Linked DNA regions of Triticum aestivum: region 2 is linked to region 1. A link is a contact called in public Hi-C data. All regions are on one chromosome and are shown on one strand. Each heading gives the region's core, a stretch centred on a gene start, on an enhancer-like site or on the middle of the called end of the contact. The rest is flanking DNA. Distances are from core to core; before and after follow the strand shown. Region 1 holds the start of LOC123105092. Region 2 holds the start of LOC123105093.

Region 1 (4,243 bases), core at 857-3,356:
TGTGGCCTACAAGATTACCTGTACTCGGCGGAAAGGAGGTTGCACTATTATGACCGAACCTCCCCAAGCCTTCCGCCCTAGCTAATGCGACACCGGCATCATTCGGATGTTTTGTATCCGATGATACACCAAGGAAATCTATAGGCTTACTGTCCGATGCATGGTCATCTTCAAAACAATGATCAGCTCGGAGCTCAAGGTCAAACCTGCCTTGTTTGGTGGGTAGAGCAGCATCACTTGAGGGAAATCCATTTGGCGAGGACTGGACACTGCCCTCCCTGGGGAACTTGGACGACTGGCTTTTCTCATTGTTCACAGCAGCAGCACCAATCATGTTTGCACCATGCAGTGGAATTTGTGACGGTGAATCTCTGTGCGATGCATCTTCCAGTGTTGAGCATGCATGCATTTCTCTGCTCTGATGCTGCTTCATCAGGTCTCTCTGTACTCTGTAAACCCGATGCAATTCGTACACCTGGAGACAGCAAGAGGGTTGTTGTCAAGCCAAGCCAAGAAATACAGAAGATATCAAGGCGGAACTGAAATCATCTCTAAGTGTTGCCGCATCGACGTTTACGTCATCGCGGACGCGCACCTGCTGTCTAAACACAGCTTCATGCGCCAGCATTGTGCGCCTGAACATCTCTTTATCATACTCCGAATAACCGACCGCCTCCGCCGTCACGAAGCCATTTGATGTCTCCTCCTCGTATGGAAACCTCCAGCCATTCGCGCTTGCGTGGAGATCCCCCATGGCGCAATGCCCAGGATTGTAGCCTTCAACCTCCACCTTTGCCCCCATTGCTGTTCCAACCTGCTCAACAGGACATTGAATCAAAGGTGAATTACATTACATTACACACATAAAGCAGCAGAAGAAGAAAGAAATGATAACGCCTTTGTCCAGAACCAGCGTCAGTTACGCGAAAAGACAAACACGCATTATTCATCGCTTTGACAAACAAAGAGCAGAAGAAAAGGCGATGACTGATGAGCGACCGGCCCTTTTTTCCTGGTATAAAGTGAGCAATGATGGTGGTCGAGCCTACACGCAGAGGATGACGAAAAGCTCAAGCGAACTGATCATGCAGATTTATTCGTTAGCAAGTGGTGATAATTCAGGGATAATTGGCAGATTTTAAGCGGATATTATCCCAAGAAACAAGGGAAATAATAATAATAAAGAGAAATAAAGGAGATATTATTATCCCCTGGCTGTTTGGACGTCAACTTGTAGGGAAGGGGGGAAAGAATAAAGGAGACGAGACAAGTCCTAGTAGTACTCCACAGTCCAGCCATGTCGATTCTAGTACCAAATCCTAGTAGTACTACCAAGAACCGATTCATTCACGAGAAGTACTGTACAAATCATCAGCGGCAGCAGCAGACGCGGATTACGAAGAAAAAGACTAACAATACTGGACAGATGCAATCATCGCTCAACCGCTCGCCGCCGGCGTGTCCGACCGAGGAAATTTCTTCGAGACAAGAAGCAAATCGAAGGGCGACTCAATTACGAGAAGGGAGACCTTTTCTCCACGAGATTTTTACCAAAACAGGCAACGGAGGAAGCCATTAAAGACCCGGGAAATGGACGGCAAAGATGGCATCTTTCCTGCAACAACCCAAGCCGAAATTAACTCGAGACTTTACCTCGGCCTCAGAGATTCTTCCTGGCACCGAACCGCGGCAGACAGGAACCGGCGGCCCGCCGAGCTGCGAGCATGGGCCGGAGACGCGGGGAGCACGGCGGGCTCTCCTCCCACTCCCCGGACTCCCACCGCGCAAGAACCCAGGAGGAGGAGGAGGAGGAAGCGGCGAGCAATGAAGGAATTCTCCGGCGGATTCCACGGCGGAGACGCTCGGAATCGCGGCGTATCTGGGCGGGACCCGGATTGGATGGGCCAGGGAGGGAGGGAGGGAGGGAGGGAGGAGGGGGAGAAGGGTCGGAACTGGTGGGTTCTTGTCTTGGGCGAACCCCCGGACGGACGGAATGGCTGCGCTCTGCACTCCTCTCCTCTTCTTCCCCTGATATATTTGCTTTTGGATGGATCGGAATCGGATGGGCTTTGTTGTGTTCGGTCCGGTCATGTGCGCGCTGCCATGCGGGCCCGACCCCCCCTCTCTCTGGATGGATGGAAATATGGAATGGAACCACCTTCTTCTCCCCTCTAAACTAGTGCAAAGGACAGCAGATTTGTTGACATCTCGGTTGGTCTTTCTCTTTTATTCCCCCTCTCTCTCTCTCTCCTCGTGATGCTGCTTCCTTCATCCCACCTAATCTCTCTCCCTCCCTCTCTCTCCTATCAAAAATATACACTATCTTTCTCTCTCATCTCAGAAAAAGATCTCTCTGTCTCTGTCCCCCTCTCTCTCTCTCTCGCACTTGCAGTTGCAGTCGAGATGCTCCGGGCTTTTTTTCTGCCTTGCGGCAGAGGGGCGATGTCTCTTTCGGACAAGTGCTTGGGTGCGATCTCGGTTGTCAGGTTATGGAGTGCTTGTTACTCCATTAAGCATTAATTAAGAATCTCGTCTCGTCTCGTCTCGTCTCTCTAAGATAAGAAGATATGGATCGGGGCCGTGAGAGGGAGGGCGTCTGACAAGGTGGCCCACCGCACCCCGGCATGCTTCAAGTACTACTACTAGTGTCAAGTTGAATAAGTAGGACCAGCCAGGCAGTACTCCCAAAACTGCTTTGGTTTCCAGATTTATGGCACGAATCCTCGCAATTGGCCACACCACGGTGATTGATTTCTACTGTTATCTGAGTAACTATAGTGAATACTCCCACTCACTCACTCACTGCGGGCATCTACGAACAATCCCGGGATGCGACGGGACGAGTTGCTGTGGGCGCCCACGGTGGTGGAGCACGGTACGGACTACGGTATTCATTCATTGATTCGTGCACATACTTCTGGGGGTACGTACATTGGTTGTTGTGCGAGCCGAGCCGTTCCAACCGAATTGAATGTGGCCATGTACGTACTTGTGTGTGTGTGTGTGTGTGGGCGTGACGGGGGTGGACGTCCCGCGATCTACTGCCGGAGTCGGGACCCTTTTACTGTCAAAGCACTAGTATCCAACTGCTCGACTGGATCCGAGGTGACAATAAAGACGTATAGTACTAGATTGCCCCCACAAAGTGTTTATATACGTTAAACAAAATTGCACTTGCATTCACCTCCAAAACGATCACAAGGTTTCAACTTTATTTTTGGTTCAAGGCAAGAGTGTTGAATATATGGTTTGTGCATGTATATTGTATAGTCCGACCCACCTTCTAGTCATTGTATAGTTGAGGTTGTGGCCCATCTTGTACTCCATATATACATGCGCTATGCATCGATCAATACATCGAGTTGCATTGCCAAAATATTCGTTTCTAACATGATATCAGAGCTACGATCCTAACCCTAACTCCTACCGACGCCGCCGACGCCACTTCGTGCCGCCGCCGCCCCCTGTGTGCCGCCGCCGCCTCGCGCTTCCGCCCGCAACCCGCCATGGCCTCCCCCGATTTCACCGGTACCATCCGCAGCCGCCGCACCAACCCCTTCGACGGCCCCGATCCCGTCGTCATCCGTGATCTCAATATCCTCGCTCGAGTTCCCGTCGTCCTCGATCAACTCACCTCCACCTACTATGCCTGGAAGATGTACTTCTCCCTTGTGTTCCGTGAGTACAATCTCCGGGATCACATCGATGGCTCCATGGACTCCCGCTTCATGGAGGACGATGAGGAGTGGACGTCCATCGACGCCACTCTTATCCGCTGGTTCTACACCACCATCTCGAAGGACCTCTTCCACACGGTGGTCTCCGCCGATGATGACGCTCACGCCGTTTGGATTAAGCTCAACGGCCTCTTCACCGACAACGCGCTTCAACACAAGGTTTCTCTTGAGTGCCAGCAGCTTGACTCATCGGTCGACGATTATTGCATGTGCCTCAAGAAGCTTGTCGACGAGCTCCGTGACCTCGTCGAGAAGGTCTCCGACGAGCTCCTCCTCAGCACTCTCATCGCCGGCCTGAACGAAGACTTCGGGAACGCCGCCTCCAACATCCCTCTCATCACCAACTCGACCTTCCCCAAGATCGTCGCGTACCTGAAGCTGGAGGAGAAGAGGATGCGGATGTCGCGCGCCCGGGCCACCCATACAGCTCTCACCGCCGGAACCCACGGCGGTGCGCCGCCCACCGCTCTGTCTCCCCCGCCGCGGCCCGCCCAGGGGCCCCTCCA
Region 2 (4,243 bases), core at 646-3,145, 160 kb before region 1:
CCAAAGGGAAATCACAGTGTGAATGCAATGCACGTGTGAAATTCATCTTTAATGCTTTGAGCTAACTGGACAGCTTGACTTGCTCAGGTGAATCAATACTACCTCCCAATCTGAATGGCACTTAAAGAGAAATAACCTGCCAATAAATACTGCAGTGAGTAATAAGAAAGGATCTGGGAAACAAGATGCTACATGTATCATGGATAAAATGCATGACAAAAACTCACTACCCCTACAATAATCAAACAAACCTAGACAGCAACAGAGTAAACAACACCAAAGGCCCAACTTTTAAATATATACTGTATTCCATAATGGCATAGAATATGCACCTCACCTGTTTGTTTCTAAATTCATCGGGCAGGAAATAACTAAAGGAGAGAAGACGAGTCAACCGGCGATGGTTCAACCTACTTAATAAAATCCTAAGGACTAGTTCTTTTAAGAGATATATCATCATCTTTACCAAACGTGGAAAATAGAAACCTATGGCCAGCAGATGCAATCATTGACTTCTCGCGTACAATCCAACTGAAACGTCACACAGACCTAATCACCAAAACAGAAAATAAGAACCCCGAAACCTAATAAAAGGCCCCAAAAATTTTTTACAACAAGCAAGTTATAACACAAAGAGTCCCAATTCCAATTTCAGTTGAACTGGAATTTGCGTCCACTTGGAAGTTTTATGTTTGGTTTCACCAAGGAAAATTCCAGTTTGTTGAGAAAGAGGAGAATTACGAAGTGTCTTGGAAATAGAAGATTAACCCATTTCCAACTCCAGCTTGGATGATAAGAAGTGTAAATAAAGGCCAGAGATGGGCAGGCATACTTGAGCAAGCACGCACGGGGAGACTGAGGCAATCGCAGGACGAACTGACAATGGTAGCTACAGGCACGGAGGTGGGAAGAGAAGGGGAAGTGGATCTGGACGCCAAAGTCGAGCCAGACGCCTGGAGTACAGAGAGGAAAGCGAAGAAGGGATGGTGACGGACGGCAGGTGTCCGGATCTAGACAAGAGGAGGGGGGCGGCAATGAGCAGGAGGCGGCGCCGGTGGCCGAGGCCGATGTGTCGCGTGGAGGGCGGCCGGATCTGGACGTGCGGCGGAGGCCAGGAGCGGACGAAGGGACAGTGACGGCGACAGCGACAGGGGCGTCGGACAGAGTGAAATTGGTCCGAAATCGGAGCTCCAATCCCCCCAGGTGCCCCCGGATTGGAGCTCCAACACATGGGGAAAGCAAATCAAGACCACTCCTTTGGATTGTGTTAGCTCGATTCCACGATCCAGGCAGCGCGCGAGCAGAATTAATTGAACCAAACCAGCTAGGATAAAGAAAGGAAATTCTGACCTCAGGGATTCTTGGCGCTGCGCTGCAGCGGGTTGAGCCTGACGACCCGCAGCATTCGGCGGGCGAGCGTCCTGTCCGGCACCGCCGCCACGGCCATGCCCCAAGAAACCCCGCGCCGCCCAAGAACCCGCCCAACCCAACCAAGGCAGGATATTTATTTATCTATGTAGTATCTATCCTAGAACCAACGAAAAGAAAGAGGCAAATCTGTCTGGCGGCGGCAGGGGGGCGATCGGGGCGGAGGACACCCGGAGCTCCGACGTATCCGGGACGGGTCCGGTCGGGGGGGGCAGGGCAGGGAGAGAAGAGAGAAGGGAGGGAGGGCGAGGAAGAGGGAGAGAAAGTGGTGGGTTCTCGTCCTCGTCCCCGGACGAACGAACCACTGTCTGCGGATGTAGTATCTTGGTTTGTTCTCTCTCTGCTCACTCCCCACTCTCCCTCTTTTCTCTTGCTCCTTTTGGGGGTTTTGGATTGGCGTCGTTTGGCCCGGCCTCTCTCTCTCCTCTCTTTCTCTCTCCTCTCTCCTCTCTCCTCTCCTCTGGGGCAACAAGGAAGGGGGATGGAATGGAACCACCTTTCTCTTCTAGTAGTAGTACTCCCACCCTCTCTCTCTCTCTAAACGAGCCGCAAGGACAGCAGATTTGTTGACATCTGATATTCTCCCTCCCTCTCCCTCTCCCTCTCCGTCTCCGCCCTGATGCTGATCCTCCCCATCACCCCCCCTTGTCCCTCTCCCCCGGCTTTCTCTCTCATCAATCACCAACCCAGACATTTCCTTCCCAATATTATACCTGCCACCGCATCGCCACCGGCTGCTGTCCCTCTCACGATTCTGGTGTGGAACTAGACAACCGGCGGTACTACGTTTTTCTCTTTCTTTCCAAGTGCGTGATATGATATGATATAATTATTCCCGGGGATCGGATTTCCCATGGGACAGTTATCATGAGGACGGCTCATTTCTTTTCCCCTTCCTCGGGTTGGTTTGTTTAGAGTAATGGAGGATACGAGCTTAGGGATTGGGACTTGGGAGAGAATCTGTCCACCCTTGGCTTTGCTTCCACCTCCCGGTGGGGGGGGAGGGAGAGAGAAAGTAACAAACAGCAAGTGTTAAAAATACTAGTAGTACCGCCCAACCTCCTTTCCAAATCTTGCAAAACCGGCCATCTTTTTATCCCTCCCCTCGTGATGCTGCCTTTTTTATCTCCTCCTGGACAGTGGCCTCGCTACGTACACGCCGTCCGGACCTTCACATTGGCCAGCCAGCCAAATGTATCAACGCGGTTGTCTTGGACTCCTTTCGACGAGTACTGCTGCAAGGAGTACTCTAGTGGTATGTACACGTACTGGTAATGGTGGTTGGACATGTTGAATGTATTCGTGTGCACTTATGGCCTGGGAACAGTGCATGTGTTAATGTGTTGCTGTGTTTTTTTTATTTTATTTTTTGTTATGTTCGTATGTTATCTTCTTATTGATTGTTCATCTTCTGCTTGTGTCGTGTTCTCATTGTGCTAAACCTACTTTCATATGTAGGCATGGGATTTGTCGCACCAGTTTAGCGCAAGTACTTTTGGGTCCTATAACGTCCGCTTGCCAAATAATACTCCTACTTGTTTAGTCAAATCTCGTAGTTAATGAATACCTAAACTGTACAACCAACCCTCTACGTTATGTCTCAAAATTAAATGACGGGTTGTTGGCGTGACAACATGTTAATATCACGGGATCAGGAGTACGGAGCGATGGTTAGCTCCAAGGACTTAGGGGCAGAGCGATGTGGGACGACTCCGCCTTCTTTGTCGCGTCATTCATCTTCATCATGTCATCTATGTGTGTGTGTGTGTTTGTGTGTTTTTTGCTCTTTGCGTCGTCATTGTTATCCGTTTTTTTTTGCCTTCATCATCCTACGCCCACCTATGACTTTGTCATTATCTAGCGCTGCTATTCCACAATCTTCGTCCTCTTATAAATATCTTACGTCACTAGCATCAAGGCAAGGTGACACCGCTCCGATCAAGCGTACATACCAAGTCATCGGGGAGCCACATTACCCGTATGGCATCTCGTTAACCTCTCGGGCCGGTTCTTTTGTTATCCAATTTTCCATCTCATGTTCCTTCCTCCTCCCCGCTCTTCATTGCGATTTACATAGCCCAAATGTTTGCACGGTATTCCAGGCCTGTGGCCACTCAGTAATTGCTTATCTTTATATTACTAGAATATATAGAAACATTCGTGCTAAATAGTGAGGTACCCTACGATTTCGGCATGCCACCCCAGTATTTTTAACAAAAAAATAAATACGTTAAGAAAAAAACTATTATTATTTTTCACAACAACCATGTTTTTTATTTGCATCTGAGTGCAAATTCTTGTGAGAAAATGGCATACGTCGTGACCTAGGCCAAAAAAAAGTGTTCTAAAAAGCTTGTGAAATCAACATTTTACCAGTATTATAAATTTATAATGCATGTTAAAAAAATTGACATTTTCAAACAAATTATCATTCATCCGAGGAGGACGCGCGGTGGCCTGGGAGCTACATTTTGGATTACACATATAGGCTGGGCACTGGGCACGGCCATCATTGTGCGGAGCATTCTGGGTGTACGCTTTGCAACCACCGCCCGGTCGCCAGAGGACCAAACGCAATTAAACAAACCGGCTGGGGGCACAAGCATCACACCACACCACACCACACCGGAGAGAGAAAAAGAAGCTCGTCACGGTTAAAAGCGGTACTACTCGTACTACTACTAGCAGAGCAAAAAATAATCAGTTATTATTAGCGCTTTTAATCCCTGTGCGTTGCTCGATCCAATGGTCGCCCGAAAGCCTGCTTCCCAGGGCCCCACCGCCCGCTCCCTCCCGAGTCCAACCGCGGAAAGAA

Evidence for each region. A called contact is a pair of places that touch in the nucleus more often than the background predicts.
Region 2: a contact with region 1 is called in a Hi-C map of leaf, with 3 times the contacts expected there. The contact joins the promoter of LOC123105093 here to the promoter of LOC123105092 in region 1. A contact is called at or near these places in 2 of 5 Hi-C or Micro-C datasets (both in leaf) and 1 of 1 datasets of contacts at active chromatin or transcription factors (leaf).

The regions. Positions count from the first base shown.
Region 1 is chr5A:592,978,336-592,982,578 of IWGSC CS RefSeq v2.1, reverse strand. It overlaps LOC123105092, which reads right to left and starts at 2,106. Exons shown (of 4, transcript XM_044527079.1): 1 at 1,654-2,106; 2 at 596-814; 3 at 1-475. The coding sequence starts at 2,091.
Region 2 is chr5A:593,139,747-593,143,989 of IWGSC CS RefSeq v2.1, reverse strand. It overlaps LOC123105093, which reads right to left and starts at 1,895. Exons shown (of 5, transcript XM_044527080.1): 1 at 1,351-1,895; 2 at 1-136.